Linked DNA regions of Mus musculus: region 2 is linked to region 1. A link is a contact called in public HiChIP or PLAC-seq data. All regions are on one chromosome and are shown on one strand. Each heading gives the region's core, a stretch centred on a gene start, on an enhancer-like site or on the middle of the called end of the contact. The rest is flanking DNA. Distances are from core to core; before and after follow the strand shown. Region 1 holds the start of Ints6 (integrator complex subunit 6). Region 2 holds the start of Xkr6 (X-linked Kx blood group related 6).

Region 1 (3,125 bases), core at 354-2,853:
CTGAAGTCTTAAGCAACAAACACAAACCTTGGAAACTATTCCTATCACCCTCCATTTAAGGGATTGTTTTTTTCTTCCCGAATTACAATAATCATTTTCTGATTTTCAACGTTTTTATATTTTCTTCGAATACTGCAAACTCTTTGAAGACAGGGACCACAATTCATATATTAATTTCTACCAGCCCCAGGCATAACTAGCCTGCAGCACATCCTGGTTGTTATTTAATCAGTTAATAGTCTTACTCTCTAATAAACTCATGCCTGTACTATGGTTTATTCCCATAGAACAGTATGCTACTATTTACTGATAATAAGTTAAACAACGTTCTGAGGCTTTTGTTTTTGAAATATTAGGAAAAGCCCAAACAACAAAGCCTGATTTTAAAAAAGCGCCACAAGCATGTCACTACAGATGCCCAGCAGGCCAGAATTTCAGCAGAGAAAATCCGGAAATGCAGGGCCAGTGGGAGAAGCCCTACAAATACCGACTCTTAAAAGGCCTCAATGTTCCGAATTCAACTCATATTTCAGGCAGCGGGTCTTGCAGTTTCCCAACTACATTTGAGAACAATTCTCCGGACTTGCAGGTGCAGACTGAAGACTTAATATGACAGGGGTTGAGAATGTTTTCCGACACAACACTGGCAAAGACTTGAGAGGCGGGTTTCCCAGGAACCTATCTATTCTCTGGGTCACCTGCGCAACGTGGTCATCCCTTTTCACTTTTAAAACGAGGGCAGTGGATTAGGATTTGGAAGGCCCCCCTTTCATTTCTTAATCTAGTCTAGTGCCTTAACACGATTTGAAGAGAGAACTAGGTTGGAGAGGACAGTTGCTTTACTAGTCCACATCTGAGTTCCGCTTCGGGTTTGCAGGGTTGGGTGAGGCACTCCAGGGCTGGCTTCCTTTTCGGTGGATCCTCTGACCGGCTAGAGCCGGAGCCGAAAGACCGGCGGGGATTAATACCAGGTCATAAACAACCTCTCACTTCCCCTCCCCCGCCCCCTCCGGGCCGCCCCAAGGCCCGGCCTGCTGCAGCCGCGTGGGCCTGCGCGCTCCCGTATTCTTCGTCCGTTCACCCTTCTTGGCCCTGCGTTCTCAAATCGCGACGCAGGGCCCTCACCCACAGGTTGGGGGCGGCTTCCACTTCCCTTCTCCCGACCCTGTCACCGCGCACAGCCAAAAGGCCGGCCGCCTTGACACACACGCCTAGGGCCGCTGCCCGCCCTCCGCGCGCCGACGCAGTCCCCGCCCCAACCCGCGGTGCTTCCGCGGCCTGTCCCCGCCCCTTCCCGAAGCCCGCCTCCCGGCTGCGGGCTTCGGGCCGCCCGCCGCCCCTTGCGCGCTGGCTCTAGCGTGCACCCGCTGCCCCGCCTCCGCGCGTGCTCAATAACTGTCCTCTCGGTCGGCCTGCAGGCTTCCCCCGCCCCTGAGCTGTTTGAATATGCTAATGAGGCTGTAAGGACCAGCCAATAGGGCAGTGGGCCTGTGGATCACATGACCCGAGTACGTGTCAGGGGCGGAGCCTACGTAGCCCCTGCCCGAGTTAAAACCGGAGTGTGAGAGAGAAAAGCGCTTCAGTAGCGAGAGGGGCTGAGAAAGTGGTGACACCGCTGGGGTGCGGAGGGAGTCTCTCAAACTTCTCTCAACAGCCCCAGGGCCAATCTCCCCTCAGCCCACTCCCCTCTTCGCCAGATCCCTGGTCCCCACTCCCTGCACTGGGGGTGGGGTGGGGAACTGGGCCCGTCTCCCGCGGGGACACACACAGGGTCCGGGAGTGGGGACGGGACCCCCAGGCCGGGGGGGACGGACGGACAGACGGCCGCGCGGCCGCCCCAGCGGGCAGGCAGGCCGGAGGCGGGGGTACGGCCGGGAGGACCTGGGCTGGGGAGTTTCCTCTCAACTATCGGGGGAGAAACTCCCCATAGCTGGTGTTTTCCTCCCGGGGGCCGCGTTCCCCGCCCCGCGTATCGGCGGTTGCCGCCGCCGCCGCCGGTGCTTCCACCTCTGCCATCTCTTCACCACCTCGGGCCCCGGTGTCCCCGGCCAGCACTATGCCCATCTTACTGTTCCTGATAGACACGTCTGCCTCTATGAACCAGCGCAGCCATCTGGGCACCACCTACCTGGACACGGCCAAAGGCGCGGTAGAGACCTTCATGAAGGTACCGACTAACCCAGCCCCGGTGGTGACCCGGACCCGGTGGCCCGCGGGGGGCAGGGCGGGGGGCAGCGGGTTTACTGCGGGCTCCGCGGGCGCGGGGACCCCTCCCCCACCGCGCGGGCGGGCGGGCGCTGGGAGCGGGCTCTGCTGGGCCTGGCCCATGTGGGGCTGCTGTGGGTGCGGGGGGCGGCGGAGGGACGGCCCTGCGTGTGCGGTACTGTGGGGGCGGCCAGCGACCCTTCTGCGACTGGTAACCTCGCCTCTGTGTTTCCCTCTCTCCCGCCCGTCCCCACCCTGGCCCGCAGCTCCGTGCCCGGGACCCTGCCAGCAGAGGAGACAGGTATATGCTGGTCACTTTCGAAGAGCCGCCCTATGCTATCAAGGTAACAGCCCTCGCCCTCCCCCTCCCTTCCCTGATCCTGCCTAGCTCGCCCTCCCCGCCCCCTCTTCATTATGCTCCCCTCCCCCACGGCCGCTCCCGCCTCCAGGTCCCTTCCCCGCGGCCTCCCACCCCTCCCCAGCCCGGGAGCGTCAGCGAGGTGGCAGTTTCTGGCCCACCGCCGTCCCCTCCGGGTCCTGCTCGGCCTGGCGGCGGAGGCGCTACGATCAACATGGCCGACATTTCCCCTCCGCGGCGTGAGCGGCAGCAATGAACTGTGGGGGATATTTATTCAAGTTAGCCCGAGTGACAGCGGGGCCCAGCCTTGCCTAGCCCGGGTTTGCATTAAAAGGGAATCAGCCAAAGCTGGCAGGGAAGCCTGGAGGGGGGCTTCGAGACTTGGTCATCACAGAGTGGAACTAGGAAGGCCACCGATCGGTGGGACAGCTGTGGTCAACTTAAGAAGTCCTGCTGCCATCTGCCTCCCACTAGCACCGTCGCAACACCCGTCCCTTGCACACAATTTGGAGGATGTTATGTTAGCAAATTTCCCAGTGAAGTTATTAAAGTATTAAGACGG
Region 2 (3,125 bases), core at 326-2,825, 850 kb before region 1:
GGTTTTGAGAGATCAACCTGACACACGAGGACTTTACAGAAGCAGGGGAAAGGGCCTTGAGGCCAAGCTTGCATCTTGGATGTAAACACAAACCACACAGAGGCCTGGCCGTTAAAAACAGAAATAGGTGCTCAAGTGGCTCAGTGATTTTCCAGAGGTGAGAGTTAACAGCAAACGCTTGCTGCCACTAGATACCATCTCATTTTTTTTCCCTGTCACTGCGAAAAGGGCACATCTATTCCGGAAAGAAAAAAAAAGTCATTTTTTTTCCTTCAAGGAGGGCAGCGGTGTGGAGCAGCGGTGTTTGCAGGGGCTGGGGCTGCAGGAGGAGGAGGGGCGTGAAAGGAAGGAGTGCTTTAAGGAGAGGCAGCTAGGGTTTTTCCACAGGGCCCCACACCGGCCACTGCAGAGAGAAAACAGGAGTGGGGGGGGGGAGGAAATGTCCCTCGGGGAGGATGGGGGTAGGGGGGAAGGCCAAGTGCAACCGGCTGAAGGAGGCCAGGTCTCCTCCAGGATGCAAACGAGCGCCAGTTACCTTGGGACACAGCGGGGGGGGGAAAGGGGGCAACCAGGATGGAGGTCTGCAGAGGAGAGGCGGGAGGGTAGAGGCAGGGTCTTCTCCAAGTGCAACCCAGGGACGGAGATGGACAAACAGCAGGACCTAGGGCCTCCCCCGGGCCAAAAGGCGTGGCCAGGCAACCTATAGACCGTCCCGAGATGCTAAGACAGCGCACGGCTACCCCCGGCTCAACCTAGCCCAGACTGTCCGAGGGGCCCGCGCGCGGCCGCAGCCCCCGCCCCCAGCCCGCAGTGCTCTTACCTCCACACCTGCCCCATCTGCAGCAGGTGGATGACCGACTGCCAGATCCACACGGAGAGGCGGCACAGACGCTGCGCCCCCGGGGTGGCCGAGCCCCCCGCACCCGGGCCGCCGCGGGCCGCGCCGTGGCCGTAGCCGGCCCCCATCATTGGGGGTCCCCGGCTGCTGAGCCCCTCCACGGCGCCTAGCCCGCCGCCCGTGTAGTCCTGCACGAACCAGCGGAAGCTCAGGCTCTGCACCAGCAGCGACGGCACCAGCACGAAGAACAGGGTCAGCCCGAAGCAGCCGTAGTCCCCCTTGCGGTAGTAGTCGAGGGCCAGCCACAGGTCGGTACCCACGTCCCCGAAGAACACCAGCAGCGCGAGCACGATCCACAGGCAGTCAAGCCACGGCCGCTCCACCTGCGGCGACGCGGGCTGCGGTCGGCCGGCCGAGGGCGTCGGGGGGTGGCGGCCGGCGGCCCCGGGCGGCTGCAGCGGCTGGTCCCCCCCGTCGGCGGCGGCGGCGCTGCGGCGCGGCTTCTTGCCCAGCAGCGAGCGCAGGCAGGCGGAGCGGCAGCCCCAGTAGCACGAGGAGGTGTTGCAGCAGTGGCAGATGTGCAGCGAGCTGCTCTCGCCGGGCTCGCTGCCGTCGCCGCCGCCGCAGCCGCCTCCCCCGGGCTCCCCGTCCTCCTCGCCGCTGCCCACCGCCTCGTCCAGGTTGTGCAGCTGGGCGAAGCCCACCCCCACGCCACCGCCATCGGATTTCGCCGCCATCTTGACTCTCTTCCCAGCTCCGGAGGTTGGGGGGGAGGGACGGGTGGGGGGAGAAGGCAGGGACCGGGGAGGGGGGGAACGAATGGAGAGGAAGGGGGGCGGGGAGGAAGCGGGGAGCAGACGAACGGGGGGAGTGGGCCAGGGAACCCCCTCCGCTTCCGGGCGGGCGGCGTCACTTCCGGGCGAGCCCCCCAATCGCACGGCGCCCGCAGCCTCCTGGCCCTACCCTACCGGCCAAGATGGCCGCCCTCCTGTGCCTCAGCTGCTGGGCGGGGGGCCGGGGGGTTCTCCCCGCCAGGGCTCCCCGTCCCCTCTTCCGTTGACCCCGAAACCCATCAGGTTGACCCCTCGGCGTTTCAGAATCCCGCTGGGTTGAGTGAGACGGTCCAAAGTGTTCCCTGGAGGAGGCAGTGCCAGACGTTTTGGGGTCCCCTTCCTCTGCGTCGCAGCTCTCAGCTTTGCTCTGGGAGAAACGCCCCCTAACACCCTCCCGGCTGCGGGCAGAGGGGCGGGACCTTTGAGGGAAGGGGAGGAGCTAGTGAAAAGCAGGTGATTACTTGTCACTTCCGGGAGATAGGATGACCTCATTGTGTAGTTAGACACCCCCCTCCCCCCCACCAAAATGGCTGTGTCTCACCTCTGGCTGGATAACCCCCCCTTCATCCGTGTTAGTTTCTTATTTTGAGGGGCTCTAAAAATAATGACATAAGTCAATAAGAGTCCACAAACTTACTGATTCTCACTTCTGTTTAGACATCTTTCATCTTTATTGACCCCCTAATTTTCCTGTCACTTGATAACTTTCCCATATTTTGTAATAAAGTTTCCAACTTTCCCTCAAGAAAATTCTAGGCAAAATTTAGCTAGAAATCAGCCTGGTTGCCTCTTTCCTGTTGTAGCAAGAACTAAATGGGCATCTTGTGACCTTGAGTGTTTTCTGCACAGTCAAACATGTTTTTACCTACTTTTTTTTGTTTGTTTTAGCGTGATTTTAAAACTCTCTAAAGACCTTCATTTGGGAAAAAAAAAAAAAAAAAAAAAAAAAAAGCTTTAAGCTGTATGTATCAATTACTTGTTCAGGCAATTTGAATGTGTGAAACTTGTCTTTGCCAGTGTTTTGGGGGGTGCTAAGGCTCTGTTAGTAAACATGGCTTTAAATGAGTGAAAATGTTATTAATGTGCTATATCATTAAAATAGGTGCAGAGTATTTGAGCTTCACTAACAAATTGTATAAATGAGGCAGCACTGAATGGATTTGAATTACAATGCTCTTTCAGTGGAAGACAGCAAACTACTTAGTTGTTATTGATGAGTTATTTTAAAGAAGTATTTTAAAGAAAAAGTGAAAAAGAAAACACTGGAATTTTCTCATCAACCTCTGTAGATTGTTTTTATCCAATTTTTTTCAGTAATCTAAGAATGGCAATAATGGGTTTTTTTGTTTTGTTTTTTGTTTTGTTTTTTTTGGAATGCTAACAAGACAAATAGGTAATATGTTTATAGCATTGAGGTTCTGAAGAAAAAAACTACTTTGACAACTTATGACATT

What was found. HiChIP or PLAC-seq counts read pairs in DNA pulled down with a chosen protein or histone mark.
Region 2: a contact with region 1 is called in an H3K27ac HiChIP or PLAC-seq map of extraembryonic endoderm stem cells, with 5 times the contacts expected there. The contact joins the promoter of Xkr6 here to the promoter of Ints6 in region 1. A contact is called at or near these places in 1 of 39 promoter capture datasets (the HPC-7 cell line) and 1 of 115 datasets of contacts at active chromatin or transcription factors (extraembryonic endoderm stem cells).

What each region holds. Positions count from the first base shown.
Region 1 is chr14:62,759,590-62,762,714 of GRCm38.p6, reverse strand. It overlaps Ints6 (integrator complex subunit 6), which reads left to right and starts at 1,603. Exons shown (of 19, transcript NM_008715.2): 1 at 1,603-2,167; 2 at 2,472-2,549. The coding sequence starts at 2,057. It overlaps 4931440J10Rik (RIKEN cDNA 4931440J10 gene), which reads right to left and starts at 2,214. Exons shown (of 7, transcript NR_045503.1): 1 at 2,129-2,214.
Region 2 is chr14:63,604,980-63,608,104 of GRCm38.p6, reverse strand. It overlaps Xkr6 (X-linked Kx blood group related 6), which reads right to left and starts at 1,575. Exons shown (of 3, transcript NM_173393.2): 1 at 821-1,575. The coding sequence starts at 1,575. It overlaps Gm15918 (predicted gene 15918), which reads left to right and starts at 386. Exons shown (of 2, transcript NR_167937.1): 1 at 386-1,146.